2 separate regions of the Capsicum annuum genome follow, and region 2 is linked to region 1. Evidence: chromatin contacts called from public Hi-C data. All regions are on one chromosome and are shown on one strand. The core of a region is the stretch at or near the end of the contact, and the rest is flanking DNA. Distances in the headings are between cores, read along the strand shown. Region 1 holds the start of LOC107878057 (protein FAR-RED ELONGATED HYPOCOTYL 3). Region 2 has its middle 4.6 kb from the start of LOC107878070.

Region 1 (5,195 bases), core at 1,272-3,771:
GTAGTCATTTTATTTTGAGAAAATGGCCAAAAGTCTCCCAACTTTTACCCTAAATTTCAACTACACATCTATACTTTGTGGGATCCTATTAACCCCTTTACCTATTTTTAAGTGGAATTATTACACCCCTAAAAGCTGACATGACAAGAGAGTGTGTTTCACTCCCTTTAAGAGAGTGGAAATGAAAGTTATATATTAAAAACTTATTTTTAATATTTCTTTACATAAATATATATAATTTTCTCTTTTTCTTTATTCATTTTCTTCTTCTTTTTCTTCTTTCTCACAAACAAAAAATTTCAAGAACTCATCAATGACATCCAAGACTAATTTATTATCTTTCTTAGCTCTAAGCACAAAATCAATTGGTTCCGACTTCAAGATCGTCGGAAATTTCAAAATGGGTATTGTTCGTTGTTTTCAACTTCAAGGTCGTCTGAAATTTTAAAATCGATATTGTCCATTATTTCTGACTTCAAGATCGTCGAAAATTTTAAAATGGGTATTGTCCATTATTTCTGACTTCACGGTCGTCGAAAATTTCAAAATTCTCTATTGTTTCCGACTTTAAAATCATCGAAAAATTTAAATTCGGTATTGTTCATTGTTTCCGGCTTCAAGATCGTCGAAAATTTTGGAATTGTTATCATTCGTTGTTTCCAGATTTAAGATCGTTGAAAATTTAAAAATTAATATTGTTCACTATAAATTCAATGTTTATTGTTTTCGACTTCAAGATCGTTGGAAATTTTAAATTTGATATGAGGTTCCAGTGGACGTCACTTGGCGGCAGCGGTGGCCATGGCCGAGATTAGCGAGAAAAGAAAAATATATAAAGTAAAATAATTAATTTTTTAGATTAAAAAAATGAGACGTGACGTGACATGGCAGCGCGTGCAGGTCACTACTTGAAATAAAATCTGGATATGACCTTTTAGACGGGTATATATTCCACTTTAAAATAGTTCAGAGGTAATAGGACCCCCACAAAGCATAGGTGTGTAGTTGATATTTGGGGTAAAGGTTGGGAGAGGGGAGCTTTTGACCATTTTCTCTTTTATTTTTCTCTATTTAATAGACTGTTTTTGTGATTAGCTAAGCAACAATGACTAATTAAATATTTTATTTAGTTTAATTTTTTGATAAGGACTTAGTTTATTGTATTCGTCCTTAATTTTGTAATATTTCGTAATAATTAAAGAAAACTTCAATAACAAAAGGGAAAAACTTACAAAATTTATAAAAAAAATGAAAACTATCCTCGAACTATTTGAAATGGAGCAAATATATCATTTATTTGCTTTTGATCTCAAAAATATTCTTCTCCTCTAATTATTGATTCACTTCTACCATTCACTTTGACAGAATGCTATCAAGCAGATTACGTGAAAACGCGGCATAGCTTGTACACATAAGCATTTCGTTAAAGTGGAGGACAGAAGTGAGCCAATAGTTGAATGAAAAGGATATTTTTGAGATAAAAAATAAACAAGAATATATTTACTCTATTTCAAATGGTTCGATAGAGTTTTGACCCTTTTCCATAAAGTTTATGTTGAAATATCAGAATATAATTTGTTTTATTTATTAAATTAACAGGAAAGAAATTAAATTAAAAGAAAAGAAAACAAAGTGTTTTTTTTTAAAGCAAAGAATAGAAAAGAAAGTATTAGTCCTATCTAAAAAGATCTAAAAAAGGGGATTCTTTGTTAAATAACCTTTTGAAGTCTACTTTTTAATTAAATAGACTATAATTTTTTTTCGAAAAATGACCCACTTTTAAAAATTTAAATTTTTTTGTGATTTAAAATTTATATACAAGTTTTAAAAGTTACAAATTAGTCTACAAATCACCAACTTACAAAATTTAAACAAAACTTCTTCCATCAAAATCTTTTACACATCTTACAAATTAATTCAAAATTTAATTTGTGATAAACAGATCTATTATCAATCCGATCGATATATGGACAGATAAATTATCGATCCGACAGATTAATTATCAAGCCAAACGATATATGAAAAGATTGATTATCGATCCAATCGATATATGTCAATTATTGATCCAATCTATTACATATATATAAAATCGATCCAATCGATATATGTCAATTATTGATCCAATCTATTACATATATATACTTAACCGTTTTTTTTTTTTGAAAAAAAAAAAGGACTAAAATTAAAGGAGAGTAGAAAACATACAATTTTAGGAGGAGATAAAACATTTAGAAATAAAATACTTACTAGCTTCAAAAAGATGAAAGTTGAAGAAACAATGAACTTTTACTAAGAATGGGGGAGAAAAAGTTGGAGAGAAGAAAAAAAAAATTTTAAAATTAAAAAAATAAGTTAAAATTTTATGTTTTAAATATATATTTATAAATAACTTCATAATTTTTAATATGTTATTATAGTTCAATTCTTTCTTAAAGTTTTTTTTAATTTTATTTCTCATTTTAAAATGAGAAAACTTGAATTGAGAATCCTATAAGTCAATTTTTCTCTTTAAAATTTCTCTTTAAAAAGTAGAAAAAAGAAAATAAAAATCACGCGCTGCAGTGGCGTTGGTAAGATAGAAGTGGGGGTGAGGAAACCCTAAATCAGGAGAAAGAAAAAGAGTTCACTCGCCATAGACCATCGCGTGAATTCGCAGTTGCAGAATCGCAGATCCGAAAGTGTGTGTGTGCGTGCACAAAGGAAAAAAAAAAAATTCAGGTATAACCCACTCTCCGCTTCCTTCTTCCAATCTATTTCCTTCACCCCCCACCCTTCACATTTGTATATGCACTGTTACCAAGATAACTGTCAATAGTATGATCATGGCTTTTCCGTTTCATTAATTCATTTGAATTACTCCCTCCGTCCCAAATTAATAATACCCTATTAAATAATGTTTATAATTTAATTTGAAGAAAAAATAATTAATGTAATACATAAGGTAAATCATGGAAATATATTTTTTGTCTTGATTAATTAAAAAAAAAAAGTAAAATGGGATATCAAATTAAGTAATTTGGGACGGGTAATTTGTGACGAGGGAGTATCATAATGTAACCGGCCATAAATGATTTATTCAAATTGAGGCGACCGATGATGTAATTTATTGTTTACTGTATACAAATGTTTTATCTTGCGTTAGGAGTTTGCCTTGATAACTTGATTATTTTTATGTTCATTGTGACAAGCAAGGCAGTCATTGAGAGAAACGATAGCAACCACATGACAATAGATTTAGATGTAAGTCTGTACATTTTGGATTAATTTGCTAGTCTTAGTATTCTGTTTGAGTTAATGTATCATTAAATAACTTGATATCATTATGTTGTGTTTGTTTCTTGTACTTTTCTCTTTGATCACCACGGTGTTGGGTCAGCTTGTGAGCAGCTCGACTAGTTCCACGGAATACCTGGCATTTACCACTTGCTAATCAAGGATTAGACAGATGAGAAGAAATCACTTAATGTTTTGTCTTTGCTTGGCATTGAACCTGAGACAGTCATTGACTAGTATGCCACACCCTTGGGTGCATGTTTCTTGTTCCTCTAATACTTTATGATATTCTTTAACATATCCCTTTATGATTGAGTTAAAAGAATAATGAATCAAAATTGGGGAAGATGAGCTAGACTATCCTCTCTTGTGATGCAAGCTGGTTTGCCCTATTGAAAATAAGACAATCACGTTAGAAGGTGCAAAGGGTTGAAGTTCAAAAAAGAGAAGTGCAAAGGGTTTGGAGCGAATTTATAAAATGAGTTGAAGATGAAAGGTAGAGGCTAAGTTTGTTGCACTCAACTAAAATAAGGAACAGAAAAAAGCAAAGACCGAATTATGCAGATAGAGACATCATTTGAATAACCTAAGTTTGCTGTTGGAACTTGACGAAATTGTTGGCAAATTAAACAGCTTGTTCCTTGAACACCCAATTAATGTTTCAGATTCTGCTTACATGTAAGTGCTGAGATGAGAATTATCACCCTAGGATAAATGCATGAACAGTCAGTTAAATTCATTTGGGAGACCTTTCTCTTCCTCTGTTGTGAAGTTCTCTTATTATCGTTAGCACCTTATGCTTCGGTTGATTAACACCCAACGATTTATTGAAACAAAAAAATCTTGAATTTTAATTGTGATATGGTATTATTATACTTTTGACCTTTTTGTTTATTTGGTTAAGATAATTTTTGCAAGAGGCGATATGACAAGAGTTATAAGTTAATGAACTTACAAGAATGTGGATATATCTATTTTCCATCTCTTTTCTCTTCACCTTGATACACTTGGTTCAACATGTTCTGTCATATTAATGAGCGCATTACTGCTATACTAACTTCTTTATACATATCAACAACATAGCCAGTACATTCCCACAAAGTGGGGTTTGGGGAGGGTAAAGTGTATGCAATTCATACCACTACCTCAGATGAAGTAGAGAGGCTGTTTTGGTAGACCCCTGGCTTTGGATAAATAATAGTATAACAAGCAGAAAACATAAAAACAAACAACAAAATGGGGTAACACACCACTGGATAATAAAAGAAACAAGATACCCACATTGTAATACTACGAACTGTATATCCGAAATCACAAACATCACCAAAACACCATAATCAAGAAACTACAGGGCACATGCATAACACTATGACTATAGGTACATCGACAAACAAAGCACTTCTCTACTGGCAAGGACACACTCCTACCCACTAACCCTCTACCCTAATTCGCGTCCTCCATACCTTTTTATCAAGGGTCATATCCATTGTAAGTTGTAACTGCTCCATGTCATGTTTAATCACTCCTCTCCAATATTTCTTCGGCCCACCTTTACTTTCTCTGAAACCATCCATGGCGAGCCTCTCACACCTCCGTATTGGGGCATCCGTGCACCACCTCATGGACAAACCATCTCAATCTCACTTACCGCATCTTGTCTTCCATCAAAGTTACTCCCACTTTCTCTCGAATAATCTCATTTCTAACCATATCCCTCCTAGTAAGTTCGCACATCAATCTCAACATCTTTATCTCTACCACCTTCAACTTTTGGATGTGGGAGTTCTTAACTGGCCAATACTTTGCTCCGTACAACGTAGTTGGTCGGACTGCCACTCCGTAGAGCTTACCTTAAGCTTAGGAGATACCTTCTTATCCCGCAAGACTCCCAAAGCGAGCCTCTATTTCAACCATCCTGCACC
Region 2 (5,195 bases), core at 856-3,355, 140 kb before region 1:
AGAAAAAGAGAAAAAATTCATAAGAGGGACTATGAATTATAATTAGGAATAATTAATAGGCAAGAGGAGGCTATGAATTGTAATTAATTGAAACTTAGGCTAAATAGGATAATTAGGAATCCATGTTTGCTAACATATGTAATCATCCATATATATATATATATATATATATATATACTAATTTAGGTGTACACACCTTATGCGTGTACTTCACTTTAATGAGTTCAAATATTACAACAAATAGGATATTTATTTAAATAATAAAGATGAATATAATAATTAAATTTAATAGCTTTTGAGTATTTAAGATAGAGAATTTATTTATTAAACCTAATCTTTACCAAAAATATTTTTAATAGTCGATCAACATTCATGTACCATCTGTAAATTGCAACAAAATAATACAATGATAGAGACATCAAAATAATATAATTAAATCTAATCTTTACAGACAAAAAAATTTTAAAGTCATCCGACACTCATCTACCACGTGTAAACAATAACAAAATAATACGATAATAGAGATATCAAAATAATAAAATTAAACTTAACCTTTACATAAATCAAACTCGACCAATATTTATCTATCACCTATAAACTGTAACAAAATAATACGCTAAAAGTGATTTCAAATTCAATATAATTAACAATTACAATTATCAAACACATAGTCTATTGAGTCAAACTTAAACCCTAGCCGGAGCATGCAAAACCCTTTACGTTAAAACTTTTTTGATCACTATGGATGATACTTCTGGTGGGCCTATCCCACCGGAGGACCCTCCTAAATGGATTACTGATAACAACAGTATTGCTCCAGCTCAAAAATATGCTGATCTACTAAAACCTAAACCATGCGTGCATGAAAACATTAGGGTACCACCTAAACCCGTAGTTATGTTGCATGGAGAGACCTCTACTATGTGGAAATCCTCAGAAGTGAAAACTTTAATTATGTAGGAGAATTTACAATATGCCACTATTGGTAAGTTCTCTTATGAGAAACCAGATATTAATGAACTGAGAAAAATAATTCCAAAGCAATGTGGGGTTAAAGGAGATTGTATAATAGGCATGTTAGATTCAAGGAATATTTTGATTCGTTTGAATTAACTGGAGGATTATGTTCAATTGTTATCAACGACAGCATATTATATCAAATCAAGGGATATTGGAAAATAAGGACTCTTAAATGGGATCCATGATTCGAGCCTGATGTTGAAACCACAGTGGGGGTGGCATGGATATCATTACTAGATCTATCGCCCAATTTTTTTGCTAAGGAAGCCATATTCTTAATTGCATTTGCAGTGGGCAAGCCTTTGGTAGTGGACATGGACACAAATAATCATACAGACCACGTTGTGCAAGAGTAAATATAGAGGTGGATATGATTGCTAAGCTACCACATAGAATTAAAATTAATAAGGAAAATGATGTCTCAGGGAACATTAAGTCCAAATGGATACAAATTCAATATGATTACAAGCCTAAGTATTGCAAAGAATATTGTTTACAAGGGCATGATAAGGATAAATGTTGGACAATTCACCCTGAGTTATTTGACCAGATGCATGAGCAAAAACAAAAAAAGGACAAGAATAAGGAAGATGCCAAGGACCAAGAAAAAAGAAAAAAAGAATGCAGATGATGAGGATAATAGTAACCAATGGAGACAAAGAAAGAGAAGATATAAAAAGGACCAATATGGTCATATTGTTGGAGAGATAAAGGACAAAGATACTATAATAGAAACTTCAAATGCTTTTGATGTATTTGAACAATAGGACAACTCAGAAGAGAATTCCAAAAGTGTAAAGGAGAAGGAGAGTACTAAAGATTGGGTAAATAGAAGTTTAAAAATTTAGATACTATACCTAAAAAAGAAATACAGATCAGCAAAGTTAAAGGCGAAGTTCAGCAAAATGTAAAAGAAGGCAATAAGGAAATGATGCAGGGGGCAGTAAACAATAACGCACAAAGTACAACAACAAATAATAATCAGTTGCAGCAATGTTCAAAGAAGGAAGAAAAAGATCAAAATGCATCAAGAGAGCTTGTGGTGTTGTAGAATAAGTCAAATCAGGAACAAATATTGGAGGATATACGACCTCTTGCAATAGGAGCAGGGAATATGATGAAAGTTTCTAATAGCAATAAGGAGGATATGGATATTGAGAATTTGTTAGACAATATAGATTAGGCAGTAGTAAGAGGAGATTTATCTCCTAATCAAATCAAGTCATTAAAGACAAAACATGAAAAATATGGGAAAAAAATCTAAATAGATAAGTGCCAGTTCAATGAAGACAGAGTGACACCTCAAAAACAACCACACAATGTATGCTTTAATCTAGAATATAAGGGTTGTTAACACACAGAACGCTTTTACAATGTTGATAACAATGCATAAGAGGTATCAGTTTAGTTTCATTGGGCTTATGGAACCTTTTCAGGACGGGCAAACTATTAAAACTTATATAAGTAGATTGGGAAAGCATCATGCTGCAGTTAATATGTTAGGCAAGATTTAGGATTTTATGGAATCAAATGTGGAGTATTCTATTATCAATGATGATGAATAATAACTTACACTCAGTTTAAAGAAACAGAATGCAGGAGTGGTGATTGTTGTTACCTTAATTTATAGTAAATGTAGTCAAGTGAAGGGAGTTCTTTTATGGAATTCTATTGAGGCAATAAGGGGTACAATAGATGAACTATGGATTGTAGGTGGAGATTTTAATATCATAAGTCATGAATTGGGAGGATTACCTATGACCTTTGATGAAACTCAAGATTTTAATTATTGTATTGGCAATTGCAACCTGGAAGAGATTGCTTTTGCAGGGAGCAAGTTTACTTGGTGGAATGGAAGAGTGGATGGAGACTATATTTTCAAAAGATTTGATAGGGTCCTTTGCAATGATAGGCTACAGGAGTTGTTTCCTATGATGGAAGTGGAAAATTTACCAAGAAGTGGTTCTGACCATGCACCAATGTTTCTTTACTGCAACACTAATTAGGATAATTTGATTAAGCCATTTAGGTTTCTTAATTTCTGGCTTAAGGAAGAATCTTATTTGGAGGTTATAAAGTAGAATTGGAAGGTAGAAATTGAAGGTAATCCATTCTTGATCTTTCATCAAAAACCGAAAAGAACCAAGGTTGCATTGACTCGATGGATTAAGCAAACATTTAGGAATATTTTCCACGAGATCGCTACACTTGAAGAGGTGATCAAGTTTAGGGAGAGGCATTTTGAAGAGGATCCTTCTGGGGAGAATAGGGCAGTATTATTCAAGGCACAGGCAGACTTGATAATGCAATTGAAAAGGAAGAATTTCTGGAAACAAAAAATTGGTTTTGAGTGGTTCAAGGATGGAGAAAGGAACATGGGATTTTTTTATGCTATTGTGAAGGGAAAAATTACTATTTTGAAGATTAAAAGAATTAAGAATGATGAAGGATTTTGGTTGGAAATCAAGATGATATTGCTGAAGCTGCAAGGGTATTCTATCATAATTAATTCCAGAAGCAAGGGGATGCTGAGGACTTCTCAATGTTGGAAGCACTACCAACTGTTATATCAGAAGAGCAAAATACAGAATTGAAAGGGATTCTAACATTGGAGGAAGTAAGGATTACAGTCATGGGTTTGAACAGAAACAGTGCTGCAGGTCCAGATGGTATGACTGGCACTTTCTTTCAGGATGCTTGGGATATCATATCTAAAGATCTTCATCAGATAGTAATTGCTTTTTTATGTGGTTATGGGCTACAAAGGTTTATCACTCACACTAATCTGGTACTACTATCAAAGAAATTAGTGGTCAATAATTTTTCAGATCTAAGGCCAATATCACTTAGTAATCTTGTGAATAAAATATTTTCAAGGATTATTCATGAAAGAATTAAGTGTATGTTTCCTGATATAGTATCTGAGGAGCAAGCTGGATTTGTGCATGGTAGAAGTACGGCTGAGAACATATTGGTAGTGCAGGAAATAGTGTCTGAAATCAAAAAAAAAGGAAAGCCTCCAAATATGGTCATGAAATTGGATATGATGAAATCCTATGATAGAGTAGAATGGCTTTTTCTAACAAAAGTGCTAAGGAAGATTGGTTTTTGTGAAAAAATCATAGATATGATTTTTAGACTATTATCAAATAACCGGTACTCCTTATTACTAAATGGACAACCTAGAGGTTTTTCAGGTCTTCTATGTGTCTTAAGCAAGGGGACCTTCTTTCTCCTACTTTATTTATTATTGCAGCAGAAGTCCTTTCTAGAGGATTAAAAGAATTGATGGGTAGAAAGGAGTTTAAGTTATTTGGCATACCTAGAGAAAGTCTTAAACTCAATCATCTTGCTTTTGCAGATGATATAATCATTTTATGTAAAGTTGAGCTGGGTACTTAAAATTACTAACAAATACATTAGACAGCTATGAAGAGGTGTCTGGATAGAGAATTAACAAGGATAAGAGTGCTTTGTATTTTCATGATAAAGTGTCTAATGGAGCAGCAGTAATGGTGGAAGTGGCTACTAGAATTTTGAGAAAGGATTTTCCATTCAACTACCTAGGATGTCCAGTATTCTATAAGAGAAATAAGAAGTAGTATTATTAATAAATTATGAATAGGATCATTAGCAAATTACAATCTTGGAAAGGAAAGCTTTTATCTTTTGGTAGGAGAGTTGTTCTAATTAAGAATGTGCTTCAAAGTGTGCCTATAAATTATTTGTCAGTCATGAATCCTCCTAATACTGTGTTACTTGCTCTTCAAAAATCTTTTGCTAAGTTTCTCTGGAGTAGCAACATAGAAGGGAAAGGAAAGAATTGGGTGGCTTGGTAAAAGTTATGTATGCCAGAAAAAAAAAAGAGGTTTTGGGTTTTAGAAGGCTACAAGATGTATCAACAGCTCTTTTTCGTAAGCTATGGTGGAATTTTAGAACCAAGAGTTCTATATGGAGAGAATTTATATTGAATAAGTACTGCAGAAAGTTACATCTTAAAGAAGTTATGTGGAAATCAGGGAGAGGAATTTATATTGAATAAGTACTGCAGAAAGTTACATCTTAAAGAAGTTATGTGGAAATCAGGGAGAGGATCTCAAGTTTGGAAAAAGTGCTTCAAGTAAGGGACCTTATTGATCATTTGATAATATGGAAGATAAGGGAAGAAGATATTT

What was found. Hi-C and Micro-C count contacts between places; a contact is called where the count stands out from the background.
Region 2: a Hi-C map of leaf shows a contact between it and region 1, with 2.5 times the contacts expected there. The contact joins the enhancer-like site here to the promoter of LOC107878057 in region 1. A contact is called at or near these places in 5 of 5 Hi-C or Micro-C datasets (bud, leaf, pericarp and 1 more).

Annotation. Positions count from the first base shown.
Region 1 is chr7:59,000,123-59,005,317 of UCD10Xv1.1, reverse strand. It overlaps LOC107878057 (protein FAR-RED ELONGATED HYPOCOTYL 3), which reads left to right and starts at 2,521. Exons shown (of 10, transcript XM_047393551.1): 1 at 2,521-2,718.
Region 2 is chr7:59,136,686-59,141,880 of UCD10Xv1.1, reverse strand. No RefSeq gene overlaps it. Among protein-coding and RNA genes, the nearest start is that of LOC107878070, 4.6 kb to the right of the region's middle. Within about 2 kb of position 2,105, at least 2 of the 5 cell types and tissues checked have an H3K27ac peak or open chromatin away from gene starts, as enhancers often do. A contact at or near this core is called in leaf, where this site is marked.